Linked DNA regions of Mus musculus: region 1 is linked to region 2. Evidence: chromatin contacts called from public HiChIP or PLAC-seq data. All regions are on one chromosome and are shown on one strand. Each heading gives the region's core, a stretch centred on a gene start, on an enhancer-like site or on the middle of the called end of the contact. The rest is flanking DNA. Distances are from core to core; before and after follow the strand shown. Region 1 overlaps Aspscr1 (alveolar soft part sarcoma chromosome region, candidate 1 (human)). Region 2 overlaps Slc25a10 (solute carrier family 25 (mitochondrial carrier, dicarboxylate transporter), member 10).

Region 1 (3,774 bases), core at 909-3,408, 200 kb before region 2:
AAAGCCACAGCCACAGAACAGCCACCATAGGCAGTCTGCCCCAGAGCTAGGCTGCCCCCGTAGCCACAGTGCCTACATTCCAGCGGGGCCATGAGCCTGCCCAGGCTCTAGTGAGAAGGCAGAATGTAACACGTCCTGAACTCTAAGCAACAGTCTCCGTGGACAGCCAGGCCAGGCCAAGCGGTGGCAATCTGGGATCTGAAAGCGCATGTAGCCTCAGGCACTCAGGCTCAAAAACCAGAGGAACTCAGGCAGACTCTCTTGCTGTCAGTTCAGGAACCTTCCTAAGGAACAGCATCAGGGAGGATGGTGGCTTGCTAGCTGCTTCCATGGGTACCTTTCATTGTTTGGGACACCTTCATGTTCTACTCAGGAAAACTGTCTACCACAAAGCCCCAGGAGCCCCGAGACCAGAAGGATAGGACACAGAGCCTACTCAGGACAGTTGTGCTGCAAGAGAGATGCACTAAGGTAAAAGGGTCTACTGGAACCTCCTGGCAAAGATCAGGCCAAGTGAGCTGCTACAGAGGGTCCAAGGCTCCAGAATCTTCCATGACACCTTGCAAGGCCTGCAGCTAGCCGACCGGAGGCATCACACTGCCACCAGGAGCAGCGGGGGAAGCCAGGGAACTCAGAGTGAAGAAGCTCCACCAGCCTCACAGTCTTCCCTCACAGCTTCCATCCAGGGCCACCGGACAGGGAGGGGCTGCAGCAGGGCAGTCAGCAGTGCAGAGGCCACACAGCTGTCCCCCAGCCATGCCTGCCTCTGTTTACTCAGGATGCTCTCTCTGCCAGAGCCTGGCTCCCATCTGCCATCCCGACAGTCTTACACACGACTCCCACCCTAGGTACTTATGGAGATGTTTCTGGATACAGAGCTCATATCTGGAGATGAGACATGAGGACAAAGAGAAGACACAGGAACAGTTGTGAGGGACAGTCAAGCCTGACAAGCCAGAGAGACAGCCAGAGCACCACTGGTACCTGAAGGAGAGAAAAGCCTGTCCTGCCATTCCTCCAACAGAAAACGGTTGGAACCCAAGACAACGTCCTAGAACCCTCCTGTGCTGTGGGAGGACACAAAAGGCTAAGCCACTGGGCTGAGGCTGCGAAGCTCAAGGGCTCCTAGGAAGCACAATGAGAAGCCTGGGCAAGAGACTCCCAAGGACAAGCCAGTTCCGTCAGAATAGGGGCTCAGGGTGAAGGGCATCTTAAAGAGCCTTTCCCCAGGAGGCCCATGCATGTCAGGCCCAAATCCTCAAAATAAGCCTACAGGGTCAGGGCATATGACAGTTGGTATGCGACTACTGAGAGAGTGCCTTAGGAAGAGCTGGCATAAAAGTGTACAGGTAAAGGTGGGTGGCCTGTCTTCCCTACCTGTGGGGCTGTGATGGACTGACACTGGGGTGAAAGAGCCCTTACTAAAGCCTGCACAGGGCTCTGACTCCAGGGAACCTAGGAACACAACAGATTCCGAGTCCTGGCTAGCAGTGAGGATCTTGCACTCTGACCAGAAAAGAGGCAAGGGGAGCAGGAAACAGCCAGGAAGAGCTGACCGGGACAGAAAGCAGTAGTCTCCCATATCCCACGTCCATAAATTCCACCACATCTGACCCCAGGCAATTGAGAACTAGGGCACAGGAGGCACGTAGAACAGCGCCCCTGCGAGGCAGGTGGGCGCCGCTGTAAGCAATCTCCAGGCTGGAGCCACCCCAGGGTGAGTGGGAAGTAGAGGTTAAAGAATCACTCCAAGCAGAGAAGGAAGAGAACTCCATGAAGCCTGGCCTGGCCAGCCCCGCAGGGCCTTGTGGCCGCAGGATTGCCCTACTCATATCAGAAATGGGCCTGCTTGAGTTTCCTCTTTTGACAGTGATTTTCCAGGACAAGATGACAGATGAAGAAAACATGAGAACACTCTTCAGAGGTGACCTCAATCTCAGAGTTTCCAGCTTCCCCATCGACACCCGCCTGCTCCCTTTGCTTGCGGCGCTGACAAGGGCTTTGGTGAGGGGAATGTGAAGCGTTTCCCCTGAGGCTTTGAGCTTACATGAATCACTACAAGAGGGATGCAGGCCAAACCTCCTGTTACTCACAGGGCTCAGCCACCCTTGGAAGGGAGGGCAGGAGGGGGGGAGGCGCCTGAGCACATGGACACCATCAAACGCCCTGGACAGCACAGCAGGACACAGTTGTGCCAGACTGACTCAGGCTTGGGGCAGCTCAGAGCAGCGCTGCTCCTTTCTAAGATACCTACCTCCACGGAGCGCCACCCCAGCACACTAACACACCCACTCCTAGGCAGGTTCCCATTTTCATGTCTATTGTTCCTCACTGTTTGGCTTCTCTACTGTGGATATAAATTATTCCTTCTCAAAAAAGTGACCAAAGCCTTTTTTAAAAGAAGAGAGCACAGCCAGGCATGGTGCACACCTTTAATTCCAGCACTCTGGAGGCAGAGACGGGTGAATATCTAAGTTTGAGGCCAGCCTGGTCTATAGAGCAAGTTCCGGACAACCAAGGTATGAGGAAAACCCCGCTCTTAGAGAAAAAACAACTCGGGAGGCAGAGGCAGGTGGATTTCTGAGTTCGAGGCCAGCCTGGTCTACAGAGTGAGTTTCAGGACAGCCAGGGCTATACAGGGAAACCCTGTCTCAAAAACAAAACAACAACAACAACACAAACAAACAAATAAACCAATAGAGTGCAATGGCACCCCTCGGCCGCAGCAGTGGTACGTGAACATCTGGTGCACTGCTGCGAAGCATCACAGGCACACCTCTCACCTCCCTAAACGTAACGGCTACACCAGGGATGGGATGGCAGGGCCTGGCCAGGCTGGCAGCTGCTCCTGAGTGCTCAGGAAAGATAAACCTCTACGTTGGGTCTAGTGGTAATCCTAGCACTCGGGAAGCAAAAGCAGAGGACCTCTCTGAGTCAAGGCGACCTGCTCTACATAGTAAGTTCCAGGCCAACCAAGGCCACGTAAAAGTTTAAAAGTCAAAACAAACAATAAAGGATAAATATTCAAGACAGGACAGAACACTGGACACTTTCACAGTACAAACTGGGAGCCCAGGTGAGGTGGAACAAGTTGGGGTCCTTGCACTACAACACCTGCCTAATGAGCAGGAGGCCCTGGAGTCTCTCAGTGAAGCCTCAGCACCTGCCAAAACAACCAGAAAGGAACTCGGAGGGAGAGCACAGCACGCACTGCTCTTACAGAAAACTCAAGTGCATTCTCCAGAACTCACAACCTCCTGGAACCCCAGCTCCACAGACCCAACGCCCTCTTCTGGCATGTGTGGGTACTGCACTGATGTACACATACCTACACAGTTATACACGTATACATATTATTGAAAATAGAGATAACATGGTAACACGTGCCTATAATTCCAGCACTCAGGAGGTAGAGACAAGTAGATCTCTGTGAGTTTGATACTAGCTTTGTCTACGTAGCAAGTTCCAGGCCAGCCAAGGCTCCATAGTAAGACCCTAGTCCCAAAACAAGCAAGCAAGCAAGCAAACAAGCAAGCAAGCGAACAAATAAATACAAATAAAAAACTTTAAAACAAAACAAACAAAAGACCAGACACTCAGTTGGCCACTGCAAAGCCGCAGTAGACTTTCCAATGAAGGAGTGGCCTGTAGCTCTCAAAAGTGAACTTGGTCCTCAGAGCCTGAGGCTATCCATAAACACCCAAGCACAGCAGGCCCACAGCTAGCCTCTGAAGAAAGATAACAGAAACAGAGACCCCTAGGGCAGAGTAGAGC
Region 2 (3,449 bases), core at 270-2,769:
TAATGGGAAGGCTGAGGCAGAATATCAATCACATAGGAGGCCAGGTGGGTTGCAGCCCCTTCTGTGAGGTATACAGGAGAGGCTGGGCATGTGGCTGCCACAGTGCATGGCTACCAAGTGTAAAGCCTACGGTTTGACCCAACACTGTAGAGACTAAAACCCACACAGTCTAGTTGTTAGGTGTTCTGGATTCTGGAGTGGAAATGCAACATTAGGCTTCCTTGCATTACCCAAGTAACAAATTACTCTAGTTTTGGCAAACTTGGTGTCTTCAGAAATGTCCACGGAACTGTTTATACCTATGACATGATCGTACCTGGGCTGTGGCCCCTGAAGTGAAGTGCACTGGGTTTCTTCTGACCCAAGCATCAGTTGTGTTCAGAGCTGTGGTCCTGGTACCCCTAGTTGACATCCTGTTTCTGCTTACGTACTTGAATACTCTTAGGCCCAGCCTAAGCCAGTACAACTGTCATAGCCTGGGCATCTCAGTCTGTCTGCACCCCAGGGCATCCTTAGTTCTCCCATGCTTGCCGGCCATCTGGCCAGTGAGCAGCTGCATGGGACTGGCTCTAGAGAGGCCTGCTTCTGTTGTTATTTCCATTTCCTCCTGCTCACAGACGTCTAAGAATTCTTCCCATAGGCTCTATCCTGTAAGGTAGTCCTGACTTAGTGGATACAAAGGTGACAGCATTGTCCTTAGCGGTGAAGGAGCTCAAAGATCTGCCAGCCCCCAAGTGTGCAGGGAAGACAGAAAGGCCTCCCAGGCCACTTGGTTTATTAGATCCTGAAGAGAGGTGTAGGCAGTGCCCCTGGGCTGCTGCCACTTCCTGGGGGAGGACCTGTGGGAGGCACAGGGCCGAACCTCGTTTTGATACACACAACCCCATTTGAGGGAAAACAGGCTGCTTCGAAGCCTGAGGGATGGTGAAGGGTGATGCCTGCCATACAGGAAGCCAGGTCCTGGGAGGGCACAAACGATGAATCCATCACTGCCCCAGCTCTGCCAGCATGCCCACCTGGCCCTGGGGAAGCCAGGCAAGGGAGGGCACAGGCGTGTGAGGGACACAGACAGTTCCTGGTGACGGCAGTAGCCGCTGAGCAGGAGGGTTCAGCAAAACTGACCATTAGAGCAGCCAAGGCTGCATACAGGAGGTGCGCTCGGGAACCCCAGGCACTTTCTCTGGACTCCACGGTCATGGCTTCTGCTGGTAATCTGCGCTGCCTGCCTGTCCCCTCTCCTGAAGGCACTACCTTCCAGAACACAGCACGGTGGTCCCTCTTGTGACAAAGTGCTTGTGTGTGTGCTCTAGTCATTTGGTAAGCAGAAGCTGCCACGGGCCGTACCCTGCCACACTACCCAAGTTCTGGGCGGAAACTGCTCCCTGCACAGAGGGCCAGCGGGAGCAGGAAACGAACTCGGCTTCGCTGGGCTTGCCAGGCAGGGCACGGTAGCAGCCAGGGAGGTGGGGACAGTGACACCAGCCAGGCCAGACCTCTTCTGAGTGAATCATCGGATAGGAAGACGGGGTGACCCAGTGGGGAGAGCCTGGGAGTAAGTAGGGCAGAGGTGCCACTTGAGTGGGGCCAAGGCAGGGTCGGAAGGCATAGCCAGCAGCCCAAGGCAGGGAAGAGCAGGAGCCTGCTGGGGACCAGCATGGGCCCAGGCCAAGGAAGAGAGCCCGTTCCCTTCCCACTCTTCCAAGGAGCTCAGCACAGCGACCGAGCCTGGCCCAGGTGTCCCTGGCCATGTCAGGTGGTTGGCACTTTGATGCCAAAGTGCTTCCGAAGCTGCTCCAGGAACATGAAAGTGAGCACAGTGTGGGGGATGAGACGGATGCCCGCGGGAAAGAGACCCTGGGTGGAGACACCAGAGGGAGAGACGTCAGGCCCAGGGAGACCCAGCCCAGTTGCTCTCCCACTGCCCAGCATCCCCACTGCCCCAACACACCTTGAAAAAGGCCTGGGGTCCAAGCTTTGCTGTCTCCATGGCACAGTGGAAAACACCCTGCAAGAAACAGTAAAGGATGCAGGAGGCCTCTCACTCATAGGCACAGGAGACATGGCAGCTCCCGGATGAACCCTCCAGGCGCAGGGGACATGGTAGAAGCCCGGACTGAAAGCAGCTCTTAGGGACAGAAGACTAAAAGCTACATCGGCCAAGTTGACAGACTCCTGAGATAGCCAGATTGGCTCTCAAGACACTGGCTAGATTTTACTACTGACTGTGTGAATGGCTTCCTCTGTAAAAACCAAGGCCAAGGCCTTGGAAAAGTACAGCCCCACCCCCCAGGCAAGTGCTACCCAGAGTTGAGCAACTGGAAAGGAACAGGGGCAATGGCCTTGTCTCTGGGCTCCTATGCCCCAGTGGGAAGCAGACCCATCTCCAGGATGGGGAGGCCCCTAAGCATGGCCACAAATGGCAGGAACCCCACCCAACCCTGGAGCCTGCAGCCCAGTCTTCACCTGGTACTCGCCCTTGGAGTTCATCAGGCGAGTCTTCAGCACATCGAGGGGCTGGCACAGAAACGTGGCACATCCGCCCTGGGGAGGTAATCTGTCAGTGGTCCTCCCTCCTGGCAGTCGCAAGCCCTCACTGCACACCTACCCACAGGCCACCTTAAAAGAGCCCTTCTCTCCATTCCTGAGAATTCTTGCAGCCCTGGGTCTCCAAGAGAAGCGACACAGGAATTATCTTGGCCTGGGATACCTTGTGAATTTGATTTCCAGATGTGGCCTAAGAGAAGCTGCATTGGGCTCACCCCACGGGCTCCTTGAATCAAGCTCCACCCCCGCCCCCACCCCCATGCGGGGCGCTTACGGCAATGAAACTGGAGACAAAGTGGGTGAATATGTTGTCACTCAGGTACCCAGTGCTGAGGACCAGTTGCTTGGCCTGGTCATAGCAGGACAGCTGCACGTAGGAAAGGGGACAGTTTTTGTCAGTGAAACTCCCCAAACCAGGGAGAGTAGACAGGATCCACATGACAACATGTGACAGCGAGCAAGCACCTGCTGTGACCTGCGTCACCACACATGGACATTCCTTAAACTCAGACGAAGGCTGCCGCTGATACCCCAGGCCCACCTCCCCCAGGACAGCACAGCACGATTCTCCCCATGGTTTCCAGTGCTCGGTGCTGTGCTGTAATCCCTGTAGACGATAGAGGATAGCGGCCATCCATCTTGTCCATAAGCTCCATTTTGCACAGGACCCCTACCTGGCCCACAGTGACGAGGGCCCCACGGCTGGACGCCATAGTTGCTCCAGAGAAGAGCTTCCTCAGGCTTTCTGCGGGAGGAAGTGACAGGTGACATCAGCCTAGACCTCAGGCCACCCCAACATCGCCCTTGATTGCCTGCCCTGCCCGTTTCCACCCCCAGCCCACCAGCTCATATATGTAAATATGCACCCAAATTTGTACTTATTTACAATTAGGTAAAATTCCTCT

The links. HiChIP or PLAC-seq counts read pairs in DNA pulled down with a chosen protein or histone mark.
Region 1: a FOXA1 HiChIP or PLAC-seq map of pancreatic cancer cells shows a contact between it and region 2. The contact joins two enhancer-like sites. A contact is called at or near these places in 2 of 39 promoter capture datasets (the C10 cell line and neutrophils), 1 of 15 datasets of contacts at CTCF or cohesin (large pre-B cells), 21 of 484 Hi-C or Micro-C datasets (B cells, the BV-2 cell line, the C10 cell line and 16 more), 9 of 115 datasets of contacts at active chromatin or transcription factors (the HPC-7 cell line, bone marrow-derived macrophages, double positive thymocytes and 6 more) and 4 of 9 other capture datasets (adipose tissue, embryonic stem cells, liver and 1 more).

Annotation. Positions count from the first base shown.
Region 1 is chr11:120,696,260-120,700,033 of GRCm38.p6, reverse strand. All of the region lies in intron 7 of Aspscr1 (alveolar soft part sarcoma chromosome region, candidate 1 (human)), which reads right to left. Among named protein-coding and RNA genes, the nearest start is that of Cenpx, 16 kb to the left of the region's middle. Within about 2 kb of position 2,158, at least 104 of the 459 cell types and tissues checked have an H3K27ac peak or open chromatin away from gene starts, as enhancers often do. A contact at or near this core is called in adipose tissue and pancreatic cancer cells, where this site is marked.
Region 2 is chr11:120,496,476-120,499,924 of GRCm38.p6, reverse strand. Slc25a10 (solute carrier family 25 (mitochondrial carrier, dicarboxylate transporter), member 10) reads right to left here. Exons shown (of 11, transcript NM_013770.2): 7 at 3,219-3,289; 8 at 2,819-2,911; 9 at 2,464-2,541; 10 at 1,949-2,005; 11 at 1-1,854. The coding sequence ends at 1,750. Among named protein-coding and RNA genes, the nearest start is that of Slc25a10, 6.4 kb to the right of the region's middle. Within about 2 kb of position 1,519, at least 15 of the 459 cell types and tissues checked have an H3K27ac peak or open chromatin away from gene starts, as enhancers often do. A contact at or near this core is called in adipose tissue and pancreatic cancer cells, where this site is marked.